3 separate regions of the Mus musculus genome follow, and regions 1 and 2 are each linked to region 3. A link is a contact called in public Micro-C and promoter capture Hi-C data. All regions are on one chromosome and are shown on one strand. The core of a region is the stretch at or near the end of the contact, and the rest is flanking DNA. Distances in the headings are between cores, read along the strand shown.

Evidence for each region. Promoter capture Hi-C pulls out the DNA fragments that hold promoters and counts their contacts. A called contact is a pair of places that touch in the nucleus more often than the background predicts.
Region 1: a Micro-C map of embryonic stem cells shows a contact between it and region 3, with 4 times the contacts expected there. The contact joins the promoter of Qpct here to the promoter of Rmdn2 in region 3. A contact is called at or near these places in 6 of 39 promoter capture datasets (the HPC-7 cell line, cranial neural crest, embryonic stem cells and 3 more), 2 of 484 Hi-C or Micro-C datasets (bone marrow-derived macrophages and embryonic stem cells), 2 of 115 datasets of contacts at active chromatin or transcription factors (embryonic basal ganglia and embryonic stem cells) and 3 of 9 other capture datasets (adipose tissue, embryonic stem cells and liver).
Region 2: a contact with region 3 is called in a promoter capture Hi-C map of the HPC-7 cell line. The contact joins the promoter of Galm here to the promoter of Rmdn2 in region 3. A contact is called at or near these places in 6 of 39 promoter capture datasets (the C10 cell line, the HPC-7 cell line, cranial neural crest and 3 more), 1 of 484 Hi-C or Micro-C datasets (liver) and 1 of 9 other capture datasets (adipose tissue).

What each region holds. Positions count from the first base shown.
Region 1 is chr17:79,050,516-79,053,215 of GRCm38.p6, reverse strand. Qpct (glutaminyl-peptide cyclotransferase (glutaminyl cyclase)) reads right to left here and starts at 1,310. Exons shown (of 7, transcript NM_027455.3): 1 at 828-1,310. The coding sequence starts at 950.
Region 2 is chr17:80,126,175-80,128,874 of GRCm38.p6, reverse strand. It overlaps Galm (galactose mutarotase), which reads right to left and starts at 1,404. Exons shown (of 7, transcript NM_176963.4): 1 at 970-1,404. The coding sequence starts at 1,159.
Region 3 is chr17:79,613,910-79,616,636 of GRCm38.p6, reverse strand. Rmdn2 (regulator of microtubule dynamics 2) reads right to left here and starts at 1,420. Exons shown (of 11, transcript NM_001368314.1): 1 at 1,269-1,420.

The DNA.
Region 1 (2,700 bases), core at 61-2,560, 560 kb after region 3:
AACTAGCTGGGAATGAGCATGTTGGACGTGCAGAAACGCTAAAAGCACTTAAAGTACTTGTTTAGTAATGTCGCGCGCAAGGTTCTATCCCTAGACTGATGCTTTTCCTAGTTTCTTTAAAGACATGCCATTTTATTCCCAAACCGTCATCGTTTGCACAGCTCGTAGCAATTTCATGATTTCAAAACTGTTGCACAAGAAAAGGAAGTAATTGTGAATCTATTTTCTTCACACAAAGCGACTTGGCAAATCATTTTTATTCTGAATTCCTTAAATGAGATTTCCACAACTGAATTCATTTATCTGAAAACAGCGTGCGTCTCTTTTAAATATTTAACAATATGCTGGCGCTGAGTCCACCAGGAAACTCAATCCCCATGTAGCATCCTTGAATGCTGTAGTTGGGCATCCATGGGGACACCCCTAGACGCGCGGTCTAGGCATCCAGGAGCAAGCGCGGGGAGCGCGGAGCTCGCGGGTCGCGATTGGGCAGTGGCGCCCCCATGTCCCTGTTCTTGCACAGCCAGCGAGACATACTTCCTGTGCCTATCAGCAGCACCACCACCCCCCATCAGAGCGCAGCCAAAGGGAGGCGGGTGACATCACTCAGCCCCCAGGCGACACTAGCGCAGCCCCGAGACCAGCCCTGGCGCCCAGACTTGGGAGAGAGAGCACTGGTTCCCAGGAGTTGGGTGAGGACTTGGTGCCTGAGCAGGGGGACAGCATCCCTGACCCGCCTCCCGCTAGTCCAAGAGAAGGTGGCCGAGTCCCAGGTCCTGGCACCCTCCAACGCCACTCAAGTTCAGAACGCAGCAGTGGCCCCTCACCTTCTCCTGCGTCCAGGCAGCGGAGACCAGACTCAGATTCCCAGCTGTCAGAGACAGGACGGTCGCCTGCAGTAGCAGCAGGTGGAGAGTGCCCACGACGAGCTTGTCTTCGCTGCCTGCCATCTCTGCAAGAGTGTGTGGGCGTGGATTCCCGGGGCCGCCAGCGGTCACGAGCCCGGGAACGCGCGCCGGTCGCCCTGCCTTCTCCCTTCTCCACCCCTGGATTGATTGTGTCTGCCTCCCAGTCGCCTCCTGTGGCCTCCCGCTGTGCAGCGCAAGCACAAACCAGCAGTCCTCTCCCAGAAGCCTGGAAGCCAGGGGACTGAGCTTCCCTGGGTGACAGGAGCTTTGGAATCCAAGGGACAAAGAAAACACTTCCTTATTTTAGAAAGGATGGAGGGAAAAAAGGAAGGGAGGGAGGGAGGGAGAGAGAGGGAGGAAAGAAGGAAGGAAGGAAGGAAGGAAGGAAGGAAGGAAGGAAGGAAGGAAGGAAGGAAGGAAGGAAGGAAGGAAGGAAGGAAGGAAGGACAAGGAAAAGCCTTCCTGTAGTCCATAGATACGAAAAGAGTTTACCAGGCCCTGGGGGCTATAAGTGGTTTTCTGCACCTATTCACCATGACACTCAGACAAAATCAATATTTGTGCAATGCTCTGTACAAGGCACCGTCCCAGGTTCTAGGTGGTCTGAGACCTAGAGGAAGGGGGCGCTGGACTGGAAGGTTCTGGGAAAAGTGTTCGCTCTAGAACAGTGGTTCTCAGCCTCCCTAATGCTCAGACCCTTTAATACAATTCCTCATGTTGTGGTGATCCTCAACCATACAATTATTTTCGTTGCTACTTCATAATTGCAGTTTTTACTACTGCTATGAATTGTAATGTGACTATCTGATATGCAGGCTATCTATCTGATCTGTGACCCCTGCGAGAGGGTTGTTAGATCCGCAGGTTGAGAACCGCCACTCTAGAAGCTACCATTTTTATCTTGTGTCCCTTTTCTCGAAAATAGTTATCTTTCCTTTAAGAGACAGCCCACTGTATGCCCAAACTGACAGGTAAGGTTGAAATAATTACTGAAATATGTGAGATTTAAAATATTACAGTTGTCCCAAAAGTAATTATTTCTTATGACTGTCTCTAAAAGGAAAAGCCCAAGTAAAATTTTAGGGAGTCCTCTTCTTCCACCAGCCTTTTCACTGGGCAGTCAACCAACCACAAATCAAAAGCAACGGGGTTTGTATCAGTGCTGTACACGAACATCCACACCCACACACCATATTCTTTAAAGAATGTAATACTTATTGCATGTCATCAAACATTATAAGCAAATTAGGAATGATTTAAAGTCTATGGGAAGATGTTCATTTTATATGTAAATTTATGGCATTTCTATATAAGGGATACAGTGCATGTCCTTGGATTATGATATGGAGAGGGTAATACTAAAAACCATCTCCTGCAGGCAACCCTAGGGGCTAGGTTTTTTGGTTTTTGGAGTTTTGTGGGGTTTTTTTTTGCATCATAAATCATTATTATCTAGATAATCCCATCTTACAAATAAAAACAAGCAAATAAGCTGACTAGATCTGGGTCTCATGTAAAGCACATGTGTATAGTCCTCAGGACTGCAGGAGAAGTGGGGGGTGGGGGGCAATCAGAGCTGACAGGGTAGTTCAGTGGTAGGGTACTTTAAACCTCGGTTTCAATTCTCAGCACTGCAGAAAAGAAAAACCGGGGAAAGGGTATATTTAGTTCATAGGTTTCTGGCCTAAATTGTGAAAGTGGTTTCTTCTTCCACAGTGAGGATATGAGTTTCTTCTGCCCCAAGTCAGCTCCCAGCTACACGGAATTCCTAGAAAAATCAGAACAAAGACAA
Region 2 (2,700 bases), core at 155-2,654, 510 kb before region 3:
GATATAATTTTTTCTCCTGCTGCAAATCAAACCGCAATCCAATGATTTAATTATGTAACTATTGAGCTAAAGTCTGAGCTCCGCGCCCCGCCCTCCCCCCCCCTCCGTAAACTGCAAGTTGAAAATGACCTTTGTCTATCTTGTTGAGTCCACTGCATTAACAGAGCTGTAAATGCATAAATTAAGATAAAACCTATGCGTGGATCAAGATGAAACGGCTGGCTCTTGCTCCAGGACAGCTTAGGCAGAACGAGGCCCTGTCCATTTAAAACAAAACAAAACAAAACAAAACAAAAAAACCCCACAAACACAAACAAAACAGACAAACAAAAACAAAAAGACATGCTGCGAATTGCGCAGCTGATCCTGATGACTATGTCCACGTCTTAGGAGGCCTTATTTCTACCCCTTTCATTGAGAACATGTTTCTGAGCAGATGAAGGACATTGTGCCCTACCTACATTGACCACAACAGCCAAGCAATCTGATGGGTTTACATCAGTCCTAAATTCTAAAGCATTTCTGCTCAAGGAGCCCTCAGAGAAGATTTGACAAGAGAAAGAAGGGAGATAGTAGCAGGCGCCCGTCCGTCTTTGATTTTCATTCCTCAGAAAACCACAAGCGAGGAATACATGCAAACCGCCCTGTGCCCCACAGTTCTAAGCTCATTCCAGGGAGTTGGTCTTTCTCAGCTGACTTCCTCGTGAACAGTGACAAAGTCTGACTAAGGGGGGCCAAGTCCTACAGCTATTTGGATTAGATCCGGTTTTTTTTTCCAACCTCAAAATCCTGTTAAGTGGCTTACATGAGCCCGTTCACGCGCTTCCAAGTAAGACTGCTCCAAGCTTGGGGACCTCAGTCAGGTCCCGTGAGTGACTGGAAGAACCCAGTGTACACAGGATCAGGAGTGTGTGCGGGCCTGTTTGACAGGCCAAACCGTTTAGCAGTCCTGGGCAGGACGCGACCCACCTTCCAATTCCGCAAAGCCAAGCACCACGTCTGAGGCTTTCCCCTGCCTGTCTTTGACCTGCAGAGCAGTGATCGTGCAGCCCCATGAGATGATGTCCACACTCAGCTGGTCTGACCGAAGCTGGAATTTCTCCACTGTCCCTCCCCCCGAGGGCAGCTCTCCAAACACGGTTCTGGTCACCGAAACCATTGGGAAAGTTCAGGGTGTGCAGCTTCTCCTTGCTGTTCAAACTCTAGCCTGGATCACGTTTGGAAAGATAAAGTTCCCGGGAGAAGGGGAGGAACTCAGACTAACTCCTCCCCTTTATTGCCTGGATTTAAACAGTTGACCACTCCTGGGGTCGGGGAAAATGCTCCGATGCCTTTTTAAAATTTTTCCTTTATCCGAGGTAACTGAGAAGCAAACTTTCCAGTTGAGTTTGCTGGTCTTTTCCTTCTCTAACCCTGACTGCAGTGCATGTCGGGAATAGTAGTCTTTAAGAAAATTGCAATTGCATCTTGGGGCATGTAGTTTAAAACGAACCAACTTTATTTTGCGCAGGTGCGCGCGCGTAAGGCATCTTTAGGGGGTCAAAAAAAGTCTCTCTCTCTCCTCTCCTCTTCTCTCTCTCTCTCTCTCTCTCTCTCTCTCTCTCTCTCTCTCTCTCTCTCTCTCTCTCTCTCTCTCTCTCTCTCTCTCTCTCTCCTCTCTCTCTCTCTCTCTCTCTCTCTCTCTCTCTCTCTCTCTCTCTCTTTCTCTCCTTTCCTCCTTTCTGAAAAGGTTCTCTCTTGTCCCTAATGGGCTCTGAAGAAACACATCTGGTGGGCAGGCTTGGAGGCCCGCTCCTTTACCTACTTTTCATCATCTCTTGGGCCATTCTGGTGTGGATTATCTGGGACTAGATTTAAAGAAACTGAAGGTTTGATGGCTAAGTCTGACGTTTCTCCTTTGTTGGCCTAGGATTAGGAAAGTGTTATTAGGATCCTCAGTAAGATCATGAGATTAAAATACCTCAGTCTTTCATTGCTTAATCTACAGCTCTAGATGGATTCTGGCTCTAGGAAGAAGAGGTCTGGGAGCCTAAAGACGTGTATAACTCAGTCTATCTGTATTTCTGGTCTTGATTTAGACACGGTGAGGGTGGAAACGCATCTGTGGTTAGAAAAACAGGAGAACTGAGCTCATGTTCCTGTAATCAAATGCCAATAAACAACTGTCTCACTCGTTTCTGACTGTGAAATATGAAGGAATCTTAAGCATTCATGCTACAAAGCCTCAATTATCCCTCTCGAAATTCGGGAAACTCTGATAGGAAAGAAAAAGAGCTTGCAGCAGGCTTTATTAAAGTACAATATCTAATATCAAAAAGACCCAAACAAGTCAAATTACAGACTGTGCGTCCCCTCACACAATAACCCAAAGGCACTCTTGTACACTGCTCATCACACACTCTTACAGACTCTGCAAGTCTCCTCAGCCCACTTACCGTGTGTGCCTGACTTATACACAGGCCCTTTCAACAACACTGTGCTAGCAACGATGCCTGAGAACCCTCTTCTGTGAGTGGGAAGACCACAGTTTTTATTTCTCAGCCTCCAGTTCTCAGTGTTCTGCCAAGCTCATGCTGCCAAGGGAAGAAAGACACCTTGGGTGGCTAGCACCAAGTGTAACCAGAGACGTTCCTATTGCTTAACTTGGCGCATGAAGTGTACCATATTTCCCTAAGATGTACAGGGTACGGGTCTTGATTT
Region 3 (2,727 bases), core at 171-2,670:
GAATTTATGCTTCTATGTGCTTCTATGTCAGTGACTTGAAAACCCTGAATAAAAATAGTAAGGCACAAACAAGAAGTAACTTGGAGTGTGCTTTTGTGTCAATAATCGGAAATATGACACGGATGAACAAGGAAAACTATAAAAGTTGGAAATCAGAATCTGCTTGCCTACGGTGTACTTTAAAAGGTTGTATAAAATTACTTAAATTGTTTTTAGACTCTTGACTATAGTAGTATACTCTTGTCCTGAGTACAGATAAGGCAACTAAAATTTATTGAGCAGACTTTACAACTCATTTTAAGATGCAAGTTTGCATTTTGGAAGCAAAACATTATTAGTTTACAAACTTCCAGTTATAAATCACTTACGATGAAAAAGGATAGCTATTATGTTTGCATAAATGACCTAAAATTAATACAGTACACAACCAAAGGTTATTAGCAGCGAGTCACCTAGTGAAACAATGAAATGTTGACTTCCAAGGGAACTAGGACACACAATGCTTTTAAAAGAAAACATTGCGTTCATGTCTTAGTTTTACCTCTAGACATTAATGTTCTTAAAGTAACTTGAATGTTTAGAACGAGCTCCTAAGAAACATTCATACGAATTCATCAGCTGGTCCTTGGGATAAGGGGAAGGCATAAAGAGCTCGAACCCATAAACAAGAGGAACGAAAACGACCAAGAGGGTCAAGCAACATGCCTTACAAATCAGCTTTAAGTTTCAAGCTTCGGAAGGCAACATTCGGACGGAGTTCTTGGGGCTATCATGTATTCAGCGATGCAAGTACTTTACCATTGAATTCTAACACTCCATCAGACTTTCATGCATTTCCTCATCTATAATTTAAATTTGGAGCCTTTTAGTATTCAACTTATTTGCAAATGTTAGTAGTAGTGCTGTTAGTCTAGTTTCCATGTTTGTATAAAAAAGGGCAGACAATCAAAATTTTTTTCTTTTTTAGTTGGGGGGCACGCAAAGAGAACAAGGTTGGCGCGAGCCTGAGGCAGGAGCAGAGGCGCGGTGCCCGCCTCCGGTGGTCGCCTGGGCTCGGGGGTCAGGAAGCCACCTCTCCAGGGCGCAGGCTCCTCTAGGATGGTGCCAGGAGTGCCCGCAGCCCCAGGTCACCAGGCGGCAGGCCGCGACCCGGAAGTGGAGCAGCCGCCGGAAGTGCCGCCGCCTTCTTCCACACGCCCCACCGCCCGTCGGACCCGGGCTGCCGAGCCCAGCCCGCCCAGGTACCCCTTCCCTGGCTAGGTACGCACCCGGAGTCGTTGCGCAGGCTTCTCTGGGGCTGGAGCCAGGGAACCGGGACCCGCGGGCGAGCGGGCGAGCCAGGAGAGGATGGCCGAGTGGAACCCTGTGCAGCCTGCGGGTCCCAAGGTCCTGCGTGGTGGCCTTCGTGTCTGACCCAGATAACGGAGGCGCCGGGGGAGGAGCCGCTAGCGGCCCGGGGCTCCCGCCTCCTCCGGCCGCCAGCACTGCTCAGCCCCGGGCTCCGGGCCTGCTTCTCTCGACCCGGAAAGCTGAGCCCCGCAGAGCGCCCCGCAGGCCGCCTCGGAGGCAACTGCCCCCCTCCACCCGGCGCATCCACTGGGCCATCCCTGCCACCGATGGCTTCCAAGGCCTCCCCGCCCTTAGCTCACCTCCACCCCCACGGCACAACTTTTAACCTTCCTTCAGTCAAACGCAGACTTCTTGCACCATCATCTGGTTTTCCTGACTTCAACTCACTTTGATGTTCTATGAACCAAATTCCCAGCCTCTTTGTCCCCTGCTGTTTTGAGTTGCTTTCAGTTCAAAACCAGTCTTCTTGGATTCAGGTGGCTGGTGTTGAAGGTTTGCACAGCATCACGCTCTGCAGATTGTGTAATGATAATTCTGTCAAACTTTTAAAAAACTGCTTAAATGCCCCTCTGTAAAGCTCTCACTTGGAGCATGGTTGACTTAAACTTTTGACTTGATGAGAACAGTCTTTTGGGGGGAGGGTCAATATAGGGTTTCTCTATATAGCCCTGGTTGTCCTGGAACTCACTCTGTAGACAAGGCTGGCCTGGAACTCAGAAATCCGCCTGCCTCTGCCTCCCAAGTGCTGGGACTAAAGGCGTGCGTCACCACTGCCCGGCTGAGAACAGTCTTAATTACTAAAGTTCCCATCAATGAACTGAATAGAATTAAAAATGGATGCACCCCTGTTTATCAAAAACATAAGAACCAAACCGCTGTAAAAAGAATCAGGGTTGATTGATTGTACAATATACTATTCTTTACTGAAGGAAATTGAAGAAAACAATTTCACATTATAGAATTTTTACTTCCTAGTGTGAAATCAAGTTTATTACAACCTAGCTTCTGCCATTTTACTAAAAGCACAGCATGCTGGAGCTGGAGACATGGCCCAGCACACCCTCACAGGACCGGTCTCTAGTCATTCTCCTCTGTAAACAAACCACCCGGCATCTCTTCTTACATGGTGTTCCTTTCATACTGGGTTATACTAGTCTTGGTAAATCCACCAACCTTGATCTCTTTCCCTTGAGAAGCTATTGGACACATTCCTTGTCCCTCGGGGTTCATTTGTGCTTTAAAAGTTTATGCACGAGGGCTGGTGAGATGGCTCAGCAGGTAAGAGCACTCGACTGCTCTTCCGAAGGTCCGAAGTTCAAATCCCAGCAACCACATGGTGGCTCACAACCATCCGTAATGAGATCTGACTCCCTCTTC